Regions from separate parts of the Arachis hypogaea genome. Here region 1 is linked to region 2. Evidence: chromatin contacts called from public Hi-C data. All regions are on one chromosome and are shown on one strand. Each heading gives the region's core, a stretch centred on a gene start, on an enhancer-like site or on the middle of the called end of the contact. The rest is flanking DNA. Distances are from core to core; before and after follow the strand shown.

Evidence for each region. A called contact is a pair of places that touch in the nucleus more often than the background predicts.
Region 1: a Hi-C map of an unstated tissue shows a contact between it and region 2, with 2.2 times the contacts expected there. The contact joins the promoter of LOC112745138 here to the promoter of LOC112745089 in region 2.

The regions. Positions count from the first base shown.
Region 1 is chr2:60,312,849-60,317,128 of arahy.Tifrunner.gnm2.J5K5, forward strand. It overlaps LOC112745138, which reads left to right and starts at 1,553. Exons shown (of 7, transcript XM_025794849.3): 1 at 1,553-1,968; 2 at 2,052-2,144; 3 at 2,585-2,729; 4 at 2,853-2,963; 5 at 3,114-3,196; 6 at 3,273-3,330. The coding sequence starts at 1,702.
Region 2 is chr2:59,949,690-59,954,108 of arahy.Tifrunner.gnm2.J5K5, forward strand. It overlaps LOC112745089, which reads right to left and starts at 1,562. Exons shown (of 3, transcript XM_025794848.3): 1 at 981-1,562. The coding sequence starts at 1,329.

The DNA of each region.
Region 1 (4,280 bases), core at 303-2,802, 360 kb after region 2:
TCCTAAAGATATTACTTTCTGTTTTGGTTGCTAATTCGGTCGCTAAATGAAAAATTAGCAACCGATTTTAATGATCAACTTTACTATAGTTGTATTAAAACCTTATTAGTTGCTAATTCGGTTGCTATTAGTGACCGATTTTTTCGGTAGCTAAAATCGGTCGCTAAATATAATTTAGCGACGGATTTAGTTACCAATTTTTTTCTGTCTTAGAAAATATATATCGATCGCTAAATCGGTCGCTATTAGCAACCAATTTTTTCGGTCACTATCTTGATACTTTCTTGTAGTGATACATTATTAGGTATAATCTCACACCATTAAAAACATTAATGATAGTTAGTTGACAGCTATAAATTATAAAACTTGCTAACCTCTTAGCACTTCTTATAGAATTGTCTTCTATAGAATCTTTTATTATAGAATTTTCTAGTACAACTTATAGTGAATCTGATTTTTGTTGGTCTTGAGTTTTATTCCTAGTATTTTCAACATTAATACATGCAGTACTTTCATTAAGAAAACTTGGAACAACTTTAGGATAACATGTAATATGTATGATTTTCTTACCAAGTAACAGCATTATGAGAGACATACTTACATCTTTATCAAATTTGATTTTAGAAAGATCTCTCATTAAATTTTTTATACAAATTCAAAAATTTGAAATATTCTCGCATTTCCTAATCTCTTTTGCCAAAGCTATTTTTAATATTCGAAAGATGAAAAAAAGTGATATTTTGATATTTTAGTTCATTTAGAATTAAACCATGCACATTATCATATTTTTTAGCAACAAATAAAACCTTTTTAAAAATTTTATCAAGAACAATACATTTAAGTCTCTTGAAAGTTACTATACTATGTCACACAATTAATTAATACTCAAGAGATTATGCTTCAATTCTTTAATTAAGACTATATTGTCTATGAAAGTAAAAAAATCCTTACCTATTTTACTAATGACAATAATATTGTTCTTTCTATCATTTTCAAAAGTTATAAATCTTTCATCATATTTGTTGAGTTTAACAAAAAAAATTGATTTTTTGTTATGTGTTTTGAACATGTACTATCTAAGTATCATATATTTTTCTTTCTCTTAGTTGTAAAGTAAATACTAAATTAAAAGAATTAAATTAATAACTACAAGTGATAGAGAAAAATATTAAAGGCACTTTTTCGAAAAGAAATAATAGAAGGGAGATTAATATACATTAGTCCAGATCAAAATTGAAAACTGAATTAGCTGTGTTTATTTTTGAGAACAGGATAAGACAAAACATTGATAACCAGACATAAAGAACAGATATATAAAATTTTGTATTTTATATTCTGTTTGACGACAAACTAGAACAAATTATAAAAATCTAATTTATTGTTAATTTTTTCATTCAAAAAATTTGAGACGAAAAATATAATTATAAAAAATTAATAAAAATAATAAAAAGTAAAAAATAAATTATATTTTTTATTAATGTCTCTATATACGTAAAATACATTAATTTAATATTTCTAATATAATATTTTTTTCCGTATTTCTTTATCAAACACAATTTTATGTTTAGTGTCCTTTATCTGTAAACAAATGAAGCCACTATGTACGTGTTAAAGAGTTATTGTAATGAAGGGAACTTTTAGGACAAGGGAAGTCCACATTCCACAACCCTAGCAGCACACTGACTGAAAAAGGGTAAGGCAATGACGAGGGCATACGGCGGGAAGGGGCGGAAGCGAAAGCTAGCTGAGCCCAAATACGACCGCCAGGAAGATCAAGATTACCACCAAGAAGACCAGCAACCGCAGCCAAAGCGCCAAGAACCAGAACAACAACAACAACAACAACCCGCTGATAACAACGAAGAACTGCCGGGCATCCCAATTGCCCCAACCGAACTTCAAACTGACAAGCCCAACGTCATCTTCATCCTCGAAAAGGCTTCTTTGGAGGTCGCCAAAGTTGGCAAGGTAATAATTTTATTAAATTGCATTTTGATCCTATGGCTTTTGGTTGTTGCGTTTCACTGTAAATTGGGGTCTTTTGGGTGCAGACTTATCAGCTCTTGAACTCGGATGAACATGGCCATTTCCTCCGAAAGAATAACAAGAACCCCGGTGATTATAGGCCTGACATTACGCATCAGGTTGGTTTGTTCGTTGAACTTTCTAGAATTTGTTTTTGACTTTGTTTTTTCAAATATTTACATGCCTAGGAGTTTCAATTGGCTTTGTGTCCCTTGTTAGTGTCTCTATCCTTTCTGTTAGAATAGACACAAAATACATTCATTCAGTTCCCAACATAATGTCTCTATCCATGTCTCATCTGTCAAACACGATTTTGTGTCTCTGTGTCGTCTCATTGTCCCGTTCCTATAAACAAACGCAGCCTATGAGTTATTTTCAAACATGGGTATAATTAAAATATCACTGTCATTCCTCTTATCTTTATACTTCCAAACAATGTTCTAAATAGCATGGTGTGTGTTCATTTGTTTATTTTTCTCTTGAAAGTTGTATCATTATAGCTTTTTTCTGCTGCTATGTGTTATTTTAAATCTTGATATTTGCCAAATTATGTTTTTAGGCTCTTCTATCTATTTTGGATAGCCCACTGAATAAGGCTGGGAGGTTGCGTGCAGTTTATATAAAGACTGAAAAAGGTGTTCTTATAGAGGTTAAGCCATATGTTCGTATTCCCAGAACATTTAAGCGGTTCTCTGGTGTTATGTGTAAGTTACAACTTGTCGATTCCCATCTGTGTGCACTTTTATGTATTTTGCATTGAATTTTTCGAGCGAGAAAAATGAACGAGCTCTCATTTATCAATCTCAATAAATTTTACTATCTTGCAGTGGAACTGCTGCAAAAATTGAGCATATCTGCTGCTGGCAAGCGTGAGAAGCTTCTACGCGCAATAAAAAACCCTGTAACCCAGTATTTGCCTCTTAACTCTCGAAAAATAGGTGACTTTTCTTTTACAGTTGTATTGAAAATTGTTTCAAGCAAGGTTAAATGATTGTTGAGAAGGAGTTTCTCTTGGTGGTTGGAAAGAGAAAACAGGATGATACTTATTTCCATTTTTTACCATCGGTATTTTCCTTTTTCAATATTAGGTCTCTCCTACAGTTCAGACAAGCTGGTAACCATGAGGGACTATGTATCAACTATACCCAGTAATACAGACCTTGTCTTTGTGGTACTCTCCGAAGTTCAACTCTCTATGTTATTGTTATTATCTCGGTTGATATGAAATTTAATAATCTATTTTTCAGGTGGGAGCAATGGCCCATGGGAAAATTGAGACAGATTATACAGAGGACTACATAGCAAGTACGTATACACTATATATGCGCTTGCCTTCCAGTTTTGTTACATAGCAAGTACATATACAAATAATTCCACACTCACCTTTTCAGCCACATTTATTTTCTTCTGTTGAGTCTTTTGTCTTTGCGGTGCTTTAGCCTATCGCCTTGTCCCTATTCAGGACCTGAGACTTTTACCAATAGTAAGGTCTCATGTTCAAGTCTTATGAAAAGAAATATTTAACATCTTAGACCTTTACCCATAATAGGCTCAACTATACTTGAGGCAGATTAGTCAGAATCAAGTGGATTATATATGCTCATTTTGCTGGTGGTTTGGGAAACAACAAAATACATTACATATTACGTATACTATACATGCCAAATTCTGACCTAAATACTACTATTAGGGTCAATTCGAATTGGTTTTTGAAAAAAGTACTTATTTTTTTTATGACCAATGCCAGGGGGCCAGCAACATTTGTGATTGGTAGCCATGGACTAGCCATCAATGATGATTTGATGGTGTGAGATTGGTGTGAGATTTCATCCAATGGCTCACCTTTATCTGATGGTTACATGCTGGCCAAAATGCAATAAAATTGCTGGCCCCCTAGACTTTTCCTTTTTTTTATCTTTTTTAAAAAAAAATCTTTTTTAACAGACAAATTATTTCACATTTGAATAGGCTTTTTAAAAAGATTTTTCAAGTATTAAAAACATCTTTTGCTTCTATGTTTTTTAAAAAGCAAGGTATTGTTAGTTTTTAGAAAAAGTAAATAATTTGCTTTTTTTAATAAAAGTATTTTTTCTAAAATACTTATCCAAATAGATTTTAAATTGAATAAAAGTACTTTATTTAAAGAAAAAAAGTACTTTTTTCACTCAAAAAAGTCACTCCAAACCAACACTACCAGAGCTTAGGTATAAAAAAAAGTAATTAACTGAAATGATAAAGGAATATGCATTATGCCA
Region 2 (4,419 bases), core at 312-2,811:
CTTCTAAAATTAACAAGCAGAGAGCTTCTCATTCACCAGTTTAATTGACATTATCCACCACACTGCATTTGTTTTTTTCCTGGTACTTTGGTAGTGCCTAATTTGTCTGTTATACTTGAAGAAAAGAACACGTTTCCTCAACTTAGTTATTTAATATTTTTTTTTAAGAAGAAAAGAAAAATTCCTTGTGCCTATTTTCAAGAAACCTCAAGCTGGCTACAAACACATGACCAAGTGCAAACCGTTGCAAGCATCAAGGAATACCTGGAGTTTCCAACAGCATGTCTCCATTCAACTATAAATTATAACAGCTACTGATTCAAAAGCACAATAAACTGTCAACAATGATGCTTTACTCCGTAATGGAGTTCAAAAATATTATGTAAATATTTATAAAATTTAATTTTGATACCATTAGTGTAAAATATCGTTCAATCACAACAGTCATTTTAGATGACCAGGTCAACGTAGAAGATAATTATTTTTGTTGACAGTGAATTTCATAATTAGATGCACGTGTAAAACTATCAAAATTGAATTCATATTTATATGTATTTCATATTTTCATATATATATTTTATAGAACAATGCTATATGACCAGCAAATGTTATTATTTTTGGCTAGAACTTGACCAGCAATAATTTGCATCCATATTTACAAACCTTTTGCACACCATAAACATATAATTTGCACTTATATTTACCAGAATTTTACACACATGAATCAATAAAATTTCACTCATATTTTTTAGAATTTGCACTTATGAATTATTAAAATTTATTTGTGATAATTTGGTGTTTGCGCTGGTGCTTAAAATATTAAAAATTGCTGCCCCAAGAGTTTTTCTATTTTATATAACTGGCTTATTAGTAACAGCTTTGAGATGTACATGCAGCACTATGGTTTCCCTAATAGATAAGCTTTAATTTCGGGCAAGAATAATGATCACAATTTTGTTTCCGAAGAGTTTTAGATTTACCTCTTACGCCAGCGTTGTTAATCAAGGAATCAATGTGCCCAAACGCGTCCCACGCCTTTTGCACAGACCTCTCGATGGTGGGGCCATCGGCACACACGTCGAGTTCCACGGCGACCGCACGGTGGCTACTTGCACCGCTGCCTTTCTCCGGCGAGGCCATCTGATTGATTTCGTCGCACAGAGACCTGAGGCGGTCCAATCGGCGAGCCGCCGCCACGATCCTGCAGCCGGATTTGGCGAGGTCGAGGCAGAAGTCCAGGCCGAGCCCGGAGGAAGCGCCGGTGACTAACACAACCTTGTCTTGGAGGTTGTGCCATGGTTCCAGGTGGTCGGAGACCTGTGACGGCATTGATTGATTTGGGCTTGGCGATTTGAGTGGAGGTGATGTTGTTGAAAGAACGGGAAAATGAGGAAAATGAGGAGTTTGACAAAGAAACCAGACAGGGACATATAACACTAGAAGCGTATACTAGTGAAAAGTTTGGCAATCTATACCATGTATAAAAAGACTGTGTTCGGTGGCGAATTTTTTGAATATTGGGGTCAGATTTGAGATTTATCAAAATATTGAAATTTTATCAATGAATTTTGTTAATATGGAGGTGGTTAGAAAAGATAAATGGTTACTCAATTTTTTAATATTTATTTTTTCTAAAAAAATTGTTAGTAATCATTTGAATTGACAGAAAAAATAAATTTTTAGTAATGATTTTAATTAATTGAAATTTACTTTTTTAGAAAAATGAAATCGTTAGTAATGATTTCAATTGAGTGAGACTTTGATTTTTTTTTTCAAATATAAATCGTTAAAAATAGTTAAAATAGGTTTAATTATTCTGTTTCTTAATGTAATTTTACTAAATTAACAATTAAATTTTTATAATTTTTTATTAAATTTTTATATTATTTTTAATTTTATAATTAAGTTCTTTTTATGTTAAAAAAATTAAAATTAATAGAATATTTTTTCAATTTACAGAAAAATAATTTGTTAACTCTAATATTTTTATTTAGTAAGAATTTAATTACAAAATTTAAAATAGTGTAGAAATTTAATTGAAAAAAATATATAAAAATTTAATTACAAATTTAGTAAAATTACAAGAACTAGGATAGTAATTAAATTATCAAAATAATTAAAAGAAGAAGAATTTTTTAATTACAAATAATAATAAATAAAAATAATTATCATAATAATATTAATTAATAAACAAAAATATTCTGTAAACTGAAATATGTCATCTTATATTCTATTTTTTAATCACAGTAAATTTATGGAGTACAATAAATTAAAATTGTACCCATGAAGATGGTTTCGTACGATAAAATTATATACGCATTGAAAAATTATTTAAAAATTTTAAATTACTCTTTTTCCTAACCTTAATCTCAACACTCCTTCCCTAAATATCAACCCTCCCTTTATTCTTTATTCTGGATTTCACCACCTTCTTTACCAACACTACTGCCACCAATTGTCAGTCCCACCTTTCTCCGTGATCATGATCCTACCTTACCATCGTCTACACCCTTTTTCTTATTGCGCTTCTCACAACAGTCTTCACGACCATGATCCTCTCCCTTCAATCCTGATTTCTTGTCTCATCTTCCTAATGAATTCTTCAAATTTTTTATTCAGTTCTTTTGAATTTTCTACTTCTTATACTTCTTTATTATTTGTTCCCACTAATAACTCATACCTAGACATTCTAAAATTCTTAAGAGGTAGTGACGTCTCAGATCAAGAGCCATCGAAAAATTCAATTCTAGAAGAGATCAAGAACCAAGGAACAAAATGCAATTAAAGCCTAACTAGAAGATCTTACATTTAGATACAATTTAAGAGAGAGCTAACCAATACCATCATCAACAAAACCATAATTGGTGGCGTCAATTTTCAGCCAAAGAGGTTGTGGCTATGAGCTAGGATCCGGTGACTACTTTTCTTGGTACCTGAGAATTGTCGATTCAATAAAACAGTGTGGATAGCATGACGCCGGAGACAGTGGCCGGAAACTAAAACTATAAAGGCTTATTCAAACCAACAAGAGATAAAAAACAGTGTCTCGGTGGGCAGATCTGGTAGCAGAGTAGGACCCATTTCAAAGAAGGACTGGTGTTGATGGTCGTCATCAGAGCTATCATGGTCAGGATAGGATCAAAACAATCAGAAAGCTTCATTAAGGCTTAGAAGAAAATGATGATGGTGATGATGATGATGGTTATTGATGAGTAGTTGTATTGATTTTATCGTAGCTTGTATTATTCTTTGTGTTATATACAGAATAAAAGGAAGGTTGAGATTTAGGAGTGATGGTTGGTGGCAGCAGTGTCGGTGAAGGAGGTGGTGGTCATTAAAAGAAAAAAGAAAGGGTATATATTTGGGAAGGGGTGTTGAGATTAGGATTAAAAAAAAGAACAATTTGAAACTTTTAGATAATTTTTTAGGGATTTGGATTTTTTAAAGTTTGAATTTTACTTTTAGAGAGTAAAGTGTGATCTTTCACCATTGATTTTATAGGTGGGACTAATAATAAATATAAAAGAGAAACTATTCAAGGGTAGAAAATCACCCTTTACTATCTAAAGTGAAATTCAAACTTTAGAGGATCCAAATCTATTTTTCAGTGTTTGAATAATTTTGTTGTACATGCCCATATTTCATGGGTATAACTTTAATTTTTATTCATAGATAGATTTGTCAGCATTTAAAATTTTCGTCGGTAGAAATAATAGTTTATTCTAAATATGTGCTAATAATAATAACTACAATAAAAACCTTAAAATATATCTAAAATTTTTTTGTTAATAAATAGATATCTTGTTATACTAAAAACTATTATTATTATCCACACTCACACACTATAATAACAACAAAATAATTTAACTAAATCAACTCTAATTAATATTAATGTAAAAAAATTATAACATAAAAAATAAAAAAGAATTAAAATTTTTGAGTTTGAAAAAGATTTTATTATTTATTGTGATAACAAACATTTGGTTGATTGCTTGAGGATTGATTTTAATTTATGGTTTGATTGATTGTGCAATAAAATTTCAGGATTGACATTGGTATAAATGCTCATTTGATTATATTTAAAAAAAAAAAATCAACCATCAAGATCAAGATATAAGGATAATATGGAAGAGATTACTGTTACCAATAAAAAATAAAAGTATCATTGACAATTATGAGAATTGATTAACATAATGGGTAGTGATAATAATTAAGCTTCGATTTTGCTATAGGAAAAGTAAGGAGAAACTTCAAAATTCATATACTACACGTTTAAGTGTCATTCTTTTTTATTGGATCTCAATTCGATATATTCTGTTTTTGTTTTGAATAATCCTAGTAAATAGAAAAAGCTTATGATTCCTTCATTCGATTTCTAAAAAGATAAATTTATAGGGTAAGAATCTAATCACAGTCTCA